2 separate regions of the Sus scrofa genome follow, and region 2 is linked to region 1. The links are chromatin contacts, called in public Hi-C maps. All regions are on one chromosome and are shown on one strand. Each heading gives the region's core, a stretch centred on a gene start, on an enhancer-like site or on the middle of the called end of the contact. The rest is flanking DNA. Distances are from core to core; before and after follow the strand shown. Region 1 has its middle 230 kb from the start of PTEN. Region 2 has its middle 320 kb from the start of RNLS.

Region 1 (5,748 bases), core at 1,907-4,406:
GAAAAAAAAAATTCCAAACTCCTCAGAGTTCCTCAGTGAACATGGCACATGAGGAGAAGGCAGTCCCCTAGCCCCAAGGCCATACCCAGCTCTTCCAACCCCTGGCTCTGTCCCACACTGTGAAGGACCTTGATCACGTGTATACAGGACCCTCTAACCATGTCTAAGCTGCACCCACAACTTTCTGCCATATCTGCCACACACGACCCTCAGTGTGGCAGATTCTCAGCCTGGGTATGGAAGTGGGTTCAGGGCTTTGGGGGCGGGACTTTGGGGTTCCAGCACTTGCAGTATGGAGGGGCGTGGGCTCTGAGTGGAAGGAGTTCCTCAGCCCTGCAGAATACTTGCCTGTGTGGAGAGGTGCGGCAGGAGAAGGCCAGGCTAGTCTCTCGAAAGGTGGAGCCCAGGTGAAGGCAGTCTGCTTGCTCTACCTGTCCAAGTGTCACCAGAATAATTTCAGAGAAGCAGCCTGAAAGGAAACCCCTGAGAACGGAAGCATGCATCTCACCTCCCCAAACCATGGGCTTTTTAACTACAACAGCCCTCCAGCCCCACAAGGATGGCCATTCCCCAGGTTCATGAGCAGAAGCCCCAGGAAGATTTCGTGTGACATACCGAGGCATCAGGAAGGGCACAGCAAGGTGACCTGGGGAGACTTTTCTCAGCACCCCCACACACACACACACACCCCCATTTGGTAAATTAGAGAAGATCAGTAAAAACTGGAAGGAGACTCGAGGCTCACATTATTTCTGGATGGTTTGCTCCATGTAAATAATAGGAACTTTATGGTGGCAAACAGATTGTACATTATCATTAGTATGATTTCAGCCTGCTTTATGGCTCCTCAGCTAGTTGGAAACATATTTTTAGTTCTAATATCAAAACCTGTCAGAATTTGTTTTGCTAAAGCTAACAGAATGATACAGGTCAGATCAATTATTATGAAAAATTCAATTAAGAAAGCGCCATATGTGGCACTATAAAAAAGACTGCGCCGGCACATATGGCTGGAAAAAAGTGACGGCTCCAACACTGTCCTGCCCTTCAGTCCTTGTCACTGTGGCCATATTGGAGGGGAAACTCCCTCCTCCTTTTCCATGCTAGGCTCATGCTCCTCTCTGCCCCCCCAAAACTCCTGCTCTCCTCTGTCACCCCAACCCAGGGGATCGGCAACCAGTTTAATTGTGTTTGCCTGCAGAGGACTTAGTTAACAGGGCTTCTGGTATTCCAGAGCGCTGAAATGTTTAAACAGGAAACAAAGAAACGTTTGGACAATTAAATACAAGGGCTCAAGTTTTATTGGCTGTCCTACCTCTGGCCTGCTGCAGGAGGGGTCATGGGTTAGGAACACCAGCTCTGGGATCCCAGGAGTTGGATTTAGGTCCCTACTCTGCTACTTGCTCTTCATGTGACAGTGAAGAATGCACTTAATCCCACTAAGCCTCACTTCTCTTATCTAAAAATGGGGATAATAACATCAGCTCCCTCATGTATCTGTCAAGTAAACTCAGTGAGATAACGCACGTTAAAGTACTTAGCATGGTGCCTGGCGAATCGTAAAAACTCAATCCGTATTAGTTATTATCTTTATTTTTCTGTCATTGACAGGCAACAGGTGTGGTGGAAAGGCTTACAATTTAAGTCAGGTAATCTGGACCTGCCATTAGCTCTAACACTGCAGGTTGGTCAGTTCACCTCTCTACTTCCTCATCAACAAACGGAGAGGAATCAGACTTCCCATTGTGGCGCAGTGGAAATGAATCCGACTAGTAACCGTGAGGTTGCAGGTTTGATCCCTGGCTTCACTCAGTGGGTTAAGGATCCGGCCTGGCTGTGAGCGGTGGTGTAAGTCACAGACATGGCTCAGATCCCATGTTGCTGTGGCTGTGGTGTAGGCTGACGGCTGCAGCTCCAATGCGACCCCTAGCCTGGGAACTTCCATGTGCCCTGAGTGCAGCCCTAAAAAGCAAAAAAAAAAAAAAAAAAAAAAAAAAAAAAAAAAAAAAAAAGAGGGAGGAATCATATCCATCCGGCAGAGTTGTTTCAGGCTTCAGCGAAATACTGCATGGGGAAAGTGCTTGCAAACCATTATGTGATATGCAAGCATAATTTAATGTAATCATCTCCGAGCTAGACCTGAGCCTCTGGAAGCACTGGGCAGATGCCATCTATGTGAATTTGTTCAGAATATGGACTATCCAGACAGTTGAGTAATACCAAAAAGCATCCTAAGAGTCTAATGATGCAAAGCAAAAAAATGAGGCCCAGAAACGAGGCGGTCTGAACTCAGAAGGGTCGGAGACAAACAGCAAAGCCAGGTTCACAAAGAAATTGCCTGACTTCTCGCACTTAATAGCTTAGCATCTTTCAAAGAGATGAGACACAATTTTTTCAAGTCCCCAAATTGATAGGCAATAGCATGGTTTCAAGTCAGGAGTCGACAATGGTTTTTGCCTCTTAAAACTATAACCCAAGAGATATACCCGGGTGGGGTTGCTGGGACACACCCCCATTGGCAGCCATTCTGGGGCTGGCCAGGCCTGGCCTCAGCGTTTTGCTGATGGAGGCAGCCAGTGATCTGACCACTTGGCTCGGATGGTGGAATGTTTCAACCTTCTGGTCCGCAGCTCTTGGCTAACAATCATGCTCTCCGAGGGCCCTTCCAGCCTGACCATCCTCCAAGGCAAAGTGAACTGATTATTTACACACAACTCTTCCTTCTTGGACTCCGAGGCCTGGGGTGTGGTATGCATTTTCAGCCTGAGTCTCTTGCTTTTGGAAAGCCTCGGGGATGTCGGTACCCCACAGGAACATGGCAAGGGGGAAGGAGGTTGGGAGAAAATGAAAGGAAGGAGGAAGCAGCCAGTGTTCTCGCCAGGCCCTGCTTTGCCTCTTCAGGTGGAGGAAGAGGAAGGGTGGCGTCAAGGTTGCACCAGAGCGGTTCTGAGGAGGAAGCAGTTTGGGGAAGCGGCAGCTTGCAAAGCTCAGGGGAGCTGCTGGCTCCTGGAGGAGGTGGCCTCGTCCCCAGGGAGACTCAGTGTCAGGGGCCCACCGGGAGAGCGGGGTCCTGCTCCTTCAGGGTCACAAAGGGGCTGTAGGCAGGAGCAGGAGACACGTCCCGGGCAGATGGCAACGGACACGGCGGGGCCGGGGCCATGAGCCTGGCCTCGTCCCCACGCTCTGGTCTCCACCTTGGTTTCCTCTTAGCTGTGGCTAAAGAAACAAAACCACGATTTAAAAAAAAAGAAAGAAAAAAAAAAAAAACCCTTACGTGTGTGATTTCAACATTTTATTCAACGGCAGCGGGGGGGGGGGGGGCCTATAGCTTAGCAAGCCTCCTGGGGGCTCCTTCCTCCCCACCTGCTTCCTTCCTGTCCCCTCTCGCTGCTCCCTCTGCTTTCTCGCCCCAGACCCCTTCCCTCAAAATGTCTCCTACTTGCCCCCCCTTTTGCTCTTGGCCCCCTTACCCTCCTCTCTGCTCCCCTCCTTTCTGCCCCCCTCTCTCTCTACCCGCCTCTCTCTCTGCTCCCCTCCATCCTCCCCTCTCTGCTCCCCACACTCCACTCCCTGTCTTTGCTCTCCCCTCTGTCCCCCTCTTCTCTCAACTCTGCTCCCCCCTTTTCTGCCCGCTCCTCCCCTCTGCACCCCCTCTCTTTCCCCTCTGCTTCCTCCTCTCTTCCCCCCTCCCCCGCTCCCCTCTCTCCCCACTCTTCTCCCCCTTCTGCTCCCCCCTCTCCTCTCGCCTTGCCCCCCTTCTCCCACCTCTGCTCCCCTGCCCCGCTCCCAACCCTTGCTCCCCATTCTGCCCCCCTTTGCCCCCTCTTCTCTGCTTCCCCCCCTCAGATCCCCCCTCCTCTCTCTTGCTCCTTTTAGTCTATCTTTCCTGTCCGCAGGCCATCTCTTCAAAATGCCCTGATGAGGACTTTCTGATTTCTCTGTTTCTGGCTCCCAGGACTTTAAAGAGAGTGTAAAATCTTCTATGCCACTGTCAAAAGGCTTTGATGCGGGTGGGGAAAGAATAAGGGAGAGGATATGGTGACTCAAGTTTAAAGAAAGTAAGTGTAATGATCAAATAAGTTTCTGGTCAGTTTTCTAGGAGTACCGATTTCTTCTCATATTTCTTCGCAGCCTCCATAGAGCCTAGCACTATGCCCAACATATGAAAAATACTACGTAAGTATTTGTTGACTGAGTCAATGAATGAATGGAATGAATGAATGAATACTAAAACAAAGTGTGGTTTTAATCCTTTTGAACACATGCAGCCACCATGCCAACTGAACCAGCAAGCAGATGTGCCCAGTCTTTAGAGGATCTTGGAAATCCTCTAGTGAATGGACATATTCACTAATAATTTGCACAAGTGTTATTAAAATGTACATGCTGCTGCTAAGCTTTGCCCTCTTCCATGGGCTAACATTTCCCATGTTTACATTACTAATTTTCTGGGCAAACCTTCTTTTACAAACACAGGTAGAATCCCAATCCACAGGTTCAGTAAACAGAGCCGTGGACTCTGCCCACATCCCATGGTGACACTGCTTTACTTGCCCCATCCTCTCTGTACCCACCTGGTTCCCTGGCCAGCTTGATCTAATTCATCCTCTCAACAAATATTTGTTTTATATCTTTCTATGCCAACCTTTATGCTGCGTGTTTCACACATACCATCTCATTTAATCCATTCCCTGCCCTGAAGAAGGTACAGCTATTATCTCTATTTTTCTGATGAGGAAACTGAGGCAAAAGTTGATCAGATGGGTTCACTAACCATCCTGGTTTGCTCACCTCTGAGGGGGCTCCCAGGATAAGAGACTTGCAATTTTCCTTCCAGGACAGTCCCAGGCAAACTGGCCCAGTGTGCATGGGGCTGTGGAGTTTCCTGGGACATGGGACTTTCAATGCTAAAATGGAAAACTCCTTTGCAAACTAGATGAGTTGGATACCTGACCCTAGTCACGTGCTCAAGGTCACACAGCTGGTAACATCAGACTGGGATTCAAGGCTCCCCCTTGGTCTGATGTCAAGGGCCCACTTTTACCCACCCAGCTTCGCTCATCTAATCCTACATTTCTGTAGGATTAGATATCCTAAGACATCTCAGCATCACCCCACCCCCCCAAAATCTCTCTTCCCCTAAAACCAACCATGCTGACTCCAACTCCACTGAAGCTACCTAAAAGCATCCTAAGAGTCACTTCCAAAGCTCCCATATCCTTCCCTCCTTTGCTGCTCCCTTTATACCACCCTGGTCATGTTTTCAGCCCCTGAATTCCTAGAACCAAAAGGTTTCTCTGCCTCAGGGGTCCACCCTGCAAAGCACCCTGAGATGCATTCTCTAGAATGTAGATCTGAGAAAGGACTCATGGGGCAACCTTGCATTGGGTGTCTTAAAAAGCAAAAGCAAAGGAATGAAAGGACAGAGCCCAAGCCAGCACATCTTCCTAACCTAAGGCCAGCACTTTGCCTTCCCTCTCCTGTGCTTCCCCAGGGCCTCAGGACGAATCCAAACCCCCCATCTGGAACATTCCAGTCCTCCCTTCTATCCTGCAAGTCTGTCAGTACCCTCTCTGCTCCACTGAGTTAGGCTGGTCCTTGTAGACCTCCAACGACCCCCACGTCTGCTCCTCTGCACTTGTCCGCCCTGTCCTCCCTCCGTCACTGAGAAGGTCTTCTCTATTGAGTACCTGTTCTGGGAAAAGCCTCACACCAGGGACCCATCGAGGAAGAAGACACAGCCCCATC
Region 2 (5,748 bases), core at 1,372-3,871, 130 kb before region 1:
CAAAAAAAAAAATTAGTCAAAACACATGTCAGATTAGCTTGTGTGAGCTTTATTTGATTACAACAATAACCTCCGTTCTGTATGCTAACCTTCATGGCTGGTTACACATGTAAAATGGTTGTCTGCTCACAACTTCAAAACATCCGAGGGAACACTGGGTGTTAGAGACATGGTAAATTATCCAATGTGTCTATCTATTTCCTACAGTGAGGAATGGTTAAAGCTGTGATTGCTAGTTTAGGGGACCTGTCTGTAGTCCTACGCTCTTTACTTCCGACACCCTAAACATAAAATGGGGTGGGAGGAGAGGGGAAGGAACAGGAAGAGAAAAAAAATGGAATTTAGATAAACGTAATAAATCTGTTATATTACCTACATTACACATTGGATGTGTTTAAAGAAAAAACCCTCGATTCAGAGCAATTGCAGCAAATCACACATCCCTGATTATATGGCAGTATTCCTGGTGGGAAAGCCAGAAGTAGTGAAGGATGGATTTTAGCATGTACTATGCGTTTATTTATGGTGCAGCACATCATCAAACAACACTTCACAGGCTCTAAGCTGGCAAACCAGAGGGCTTTGAAGAGAAATAATGAGCTGAGAGGTTCATGACATGCTATTAAAAAGTTTGTGATTGGATTTGGAAAATCAGATAGGTCTCCACGGAAAGGGACCATTTCTGAGCCATCGCACTTAGAATATTTTTGAACTCCAGAGCAGATATTTATGAGAAGGGAGAGTTGTTTTTGTCTCCAATCCAGGTTCTGGCTCTCATGTCCAGCCGGGAAGCTGCTTTGCACCACAGACCTGAAGTTCTGGAATATCCATGATGTCACCTTTTTCTACTGATCGGCTACCGCTGCACAGAGGCATGCTATTAGCTCTGTGATGTTTTAGCTTAATTCTCCCATATGTGGGTTGTACTTCCAGCCAAAACAAAGTCAGCAGGGGATTTTGCAGCCACCGCATTGCTCAAGGTGCTGCCGGCTCAGTGAGATCGGGGAGATCAGATCAGGATTCATGATGAACAAAAAGATGAAAAGAAAGAATAGACACCAGGGGAGTGAGATTTCAGGTTGCCTGGTGTGTGATTTCCAAATCAAACCTTTATTTTTCCAATCAGTGATTTGATGTTCTGGGTTTCACCTTTGAGGTTTTCTGTGATTTTCTGGCAGACATGATGGTTGAAAGCACCCTGTTCTGAGTGGATGGAATCCCTCTCATTAAATTAGAAAGGAGACATTTTAGGATATGAGCTCATGAAAGAGAGATTTTGAAATGGAAAAAAAAAAAAAAAAGTACACACATACACAGTAACACATAACTAGGCCAGCACAGGATGCATTTGTGGTTAAGCCATTTTTCCCATTGCAGATGACACTTTAACGCTTTGAATCCCAGAGTCCTTCTGCACACACCCAGCAGGAAAAGAAGTCTCTGCAGCTGCCTCTCTGAAGCCAGGCTGTACCACAGGTGGAAGGAAGAAGATCTAGCCCACACAGAGTCACCAAACCCTTCAATTTGAAATCACTCTGGGACTCCTTCTCCTCTCCCCGCCAGTGCCAGCCATGTCATGGCGTAAACACATAACCCTTGCTCCCAGAAGATCTTTTGAATAGAACAAAACATGGGACAGAGCAATAAAGACTCCTTGTGGTCCTTAGGGACAAAAAGGGGGTGTGGGGTGGCTAATCAAAAGCAAATAACCGTTGTTTCTTCTCCAGCTTTTTCCACTCAAGTCACAAGGATGATAGTACATTTTCAAGCCTACTCCAACCAGTCTGAAATGTGCAAGTATTTGCTTCGAATGGGCAAAGTTGTTGTTGTTGTTGTTGTTTTTTCTTCTTTTTTCTTTCACTGTGGGAAAATGCACTTATTTTCAGTCACCCCTGACATCTGACCACTCGACTGATCACGAGGACACTGTGGTAAACCACAGCTCAACTTGAAATTATCTCTTTCAGGCATGGTTCCTGTATTTTGGATGGCACCATCCTTGGCTGTCCAGTTTCGGCTCCCCTCCATGGGAGTTCCATTTTCACTTTCCTCTGTCTCCTCAAAGTGAGAGGTCTTGCTCTCAAGTCTGTCCATTGGGCTTGTCCTCAAAATAAGCTGAATACAAAAAAATGACGCCAGTGCTCCCAGCCAAGATCCCCAAAGCAACCCATTTATACATTGTGTTCTTTTTAAAGGGGGAAGGCACACAGAAAACATGAAGACTTTAAACATCCTGGAGAGAAGGAAAAAAAAAAATTCTCCTGATTAATATTAGGATGATCCAGCAGGGTTTATACATATTCCTTCTGTTTGAATCATCTTGGTTTTTGTAGCTGTTTTACACCTCCAGGATCCTGCCATCTGCCCACTCTAAAGAAATGCAGCAAAGCATTCCAAAAACAATGGCTGGAAGGAAATAATTTTGAACAAACTCAAGAGACCGACTTTTTTGCACCCTTCTGGTTCCTGCTACACTCCCTGGAGGAAAGACAGTGGGGGAGAGGGGGTGCCCTGCGGTTCATGTGGTGGGGGTTCACCTCCTAAGAACCCCCGTCTGGAGCCCTGTCCTGCCATCAGGCTGACAAGAGAGAACTTCGTGTACAGATCTGGCTGCCCTCTTGGCTGAGGAAGCAGGAGGAGGAGGGGTGGGCGGCTCCCTGGGCAGTTCTGTCCTACTCAGATCTGGTGTGTGTCACTGGAATATAGGTCAGCCTTTGCTGGACAACTCGAAGCAGGCTGGAAGCATGGGCCCCGCACCGAGCCTGGTCCCCCTCACTCTCTTCCTGCCTGAGACAAGAGTTAACAGGCCCAAGGAACACAAAGAGGCCATCAGGACCGACGAAAGCGGTCTTCCCTTTGGCTCACAAAAGCCTGGGAAATCTAAAGCTTAGCAAAGGCTTTATCAGTCCTGGGGTTGGGCCAAGGAGCAGGCTGAAGTTCAGCTGGCCAGGCCCAGCGCAGCTGCTGGCTGTTCACGCTTCCCACAGGGACTTTTCCTCAGCCCCCGATTTAGACAGTGAAGGGGATGGGTAGTGTGCATGTCGCTGCCGAGGGTGATTGGAAAAACAAAATGACTTTCAATTACCGAGCAGTTCAGGTGGAGGCAGTGAATGTAGAAAAGGTTTTCTTTCCAGCAGCAAAATGAGGTGTCAGTGAAAAAGCTGCTGGCCTTGCGGAGAGGTTATTGCTTGAAAGGAATATTGGCAAATGCTTTCGGCTGAACGTTTAGGCTTGGTTGCTTGCCTTTCCCCCCACAGTTCATAGAGGGATAAAGATATTACATGAATTGGATTTTTCTTGTGAATTAAAACATCGATGTCCTGATTTTGGGTAACAAGCGTTGCAGAGTTAGTGCTGAGCAGGCAGAAAGGAGGGATGGGACTAATGCTCTGCCTTCAGGGCAAGGCAAAAAGAGGTTCACAAAAGAGCGTGATTCCACTGATTGTTCAAGGTCACCAGACTGTGCATGCTCGACGTGGAACTCAAGACTCCCAAATCCCAGTGTCTGATTAATTGTCCCTTGACTAAAACAATGAATATAAAATGGATTAGCAAAAGGTGTTGCTCCAGGCCAAAAAGTTCAGAAAGCAAACAGAACTTCAAGGAAAGTAGGATTTTCTTTAATTAGGCTGACATTGAATGCCTCAGTAGTAATGCCTTGGTAATGTGAAATTGCCTTTTGCGCAGTATGTATATGTGTAATTTTTTTTTTTTTTCAGTCGTGCCAGTTAAAGGGTACTGAGTATCACTGTGCTGTGTTCCTGTTTTCCCCACATCATGTGATTTACCCCTCACAGGAACCTGGCGGGTCATGTATCGTCACCACTATGTTACTGATGGGGCTGAAACTGATTCAAGTTTTGCTTGATGTGTAAGTGGTAGAACTTGGATGCAAATCTAGGTTTCTAACTTCCATTTTCAGAACCACTTAACAGCCTCTTTTAAATAGCATCTTATTTTGTGTATTCATATCTGGGTTGACTGTTGTAAAGTGTTAAGTTCCTGGATGAGGAAAACTATGAGCTGAAACAGAGGTTCTTTGAATTACCTACTTGCAATATTTTGCCTAACTATGAAAGTAGTGGGGTTGGTCATGAAATACTACCATCCTTTTTAATGAAATAGTGTATATGTTTATAGAAAAAGAAAACTCTGTGAGAAAGACAATATATATATATATATATATACCTCAATATTTGAAATACATTGAGATGTCCAGGCATAAAAATAGTTGTTATGAGATGAAAATATTGGCTTGTATAGCTGGAAAATTAATGATACTAGCTCTTCTCATGTGATTTGATACTAAGTAGCACACAGGTGATTCAGTATGCAGTTGTCACTGCAGCGGCTCAGGTTGCTGCTATAACTCAGGTTCAATCCCTAGCCCAGGAAATTCCACAGGCTTGGGCAGTGCAGGAAAAAAAAAAAAAAAAAAAAAAAAAACAGAGGAAAAAGATATAGTATCTTTTCTCTATTTTTTATCTTTCTTTTTGAAAAAAGGAAAGATATGGAAGTAGGAAAAATAAGTTAAAAGTGCTAGTAATAATAAAGGTGAAAAATGGATTGCACACCCCCCTCGGGAATCTTATGGCCCAGAAGTGGAGGCAGACGTGTGATATTATATGATATAAAAAAAAAGTATGATAGATGAAAAAATAGGAACATGTGCAAGGCCCAAAAGTAGGATATAAGGAAGTAGTTCCCATTGTGGTGCAGAGGAAACAAATCCAACTAGTATCCATGAGGATGTGGGTTCAATCCCTGGCCTCACTCAGTGGGCCGGTGATCCAGTGATGCCATGAGCAGTGTTGTAGGACACAGAAGCGGCTCAAACCCTGTGTTCCTGTGACTGTGGTGTAGCTGGCAGCTACAGCTCCAACTAGACCCTAGCCTGGGAACGTCCATATGCCACAGGTGCAGCCCTAAAAAAAAGGCGGGGGGTATAGGGAGATGTAATTACCTAGAGAGAGAAGGAAAGGGTCAGGAAAAGCTTTACAAAGTAGGAAAACTTGAGCTGGAATTTAAAGACTTGGACTAAGTGGATAATGGAAGAAAAAAAGAAAAGTCTGTACAAAGTCAGAGCATGAAATGAGCTGACATTTTAGGCCCTTGGAGGAATCTGATATTGTTGGAGGGGAGAGCAGATGTGGAGAGATGAACTGGTGAAGTAGTTAGAGGCCAGAGCTTGGAGTTGGATGGTGAGCCACTGACAGGTTTGCAAAAGTAGATCTGAGTTTCCAAAAAATTACCCTCGTGGTGATGTCAAGAATGAATAGTTGGTCATCTGATCAACAAAATGAAAAGCTGGTTGTTTCAAAAAAGTAATTAAATAGACAAACTCCTGCATGATTGATTTTTTTAAGAGGCAGAAATAAACAGTACTAGATATGAAAAAGAACATTGAAGCAAGAAAAGTAAATATTTAAAAATCATAAGAGAATCACATGAACAACTTTAGACCAATGTATTTGAAACCTTAGACACACCATACAATTTTTAGAAAGCATAAATTATGGAAACTAACTTGAGAAGAAATTGACAGTAAATAAACCTAAAACCAGTAAGAGGGGAAAAAAATTAACTCAGTCAAAAGTATACCACAAAGGGTAGAAGTGCCAGGAGATTTTGTGGACAATTTTTCCAAAACTTCAAAGAAGAAATAAGAGCCCTTAGCAAATGACCATTCTAAGGAACAGGAAACAAGGGAAAATTCACCAACATATTTTATTTAAAAAATTCATTATA

What was found. Hi-C and Micro-C count contacts between places; a contact is called where the count stands out from the background.
Region 2: a Hi-C map of liver shows a contact between it and region 1, with 5 times the contacts expected there. The contact joins two enhancer-like sites. A contact is called at or near these places in 6 of 47 Hi-C or Micro-C datasets (blood, liver and skeletal muscle) and 2 of 2 datasets of contacts at active chromatin or transcription factors (alveolar macrophages and skeletal muscle).

The regions. Positions count from the first base shown.
Region 1 is chr14:100,154,084-100,159,831 of Sscrofa11.1, reverse strand. No RefSeq gene overlaps it. Among named protein-coding and RNA genes, the nearest start is that of PTEN, 230 kb to the right of the region's middle. Within about 2 kb of position 3,156, at least 22 of the 83 cell types and tissues checked have an H3K27ac peak or open chromatin away from gene starts, as enhancers often do. A contact at or near this core is called in liver and skeletal muscle, where this site is marked.
Region 2 is chr14:100,278,579-100,284,326 of Sscrofa11.1, reverse strand. No RefSeq gene overlaps it. Among named protein-coding and RNA genes, the nearest start is that of RNLS, 320 kb to the left of the region's middle. Within about 2 kb of position 2,621, at least 48 of the 83 cell types and tissues checked have an H3K27ac peak or open chromatin away from gene starts, as enhancers often do. A contact at or near this core is called in liver and skeletal muscle, where this site is marked.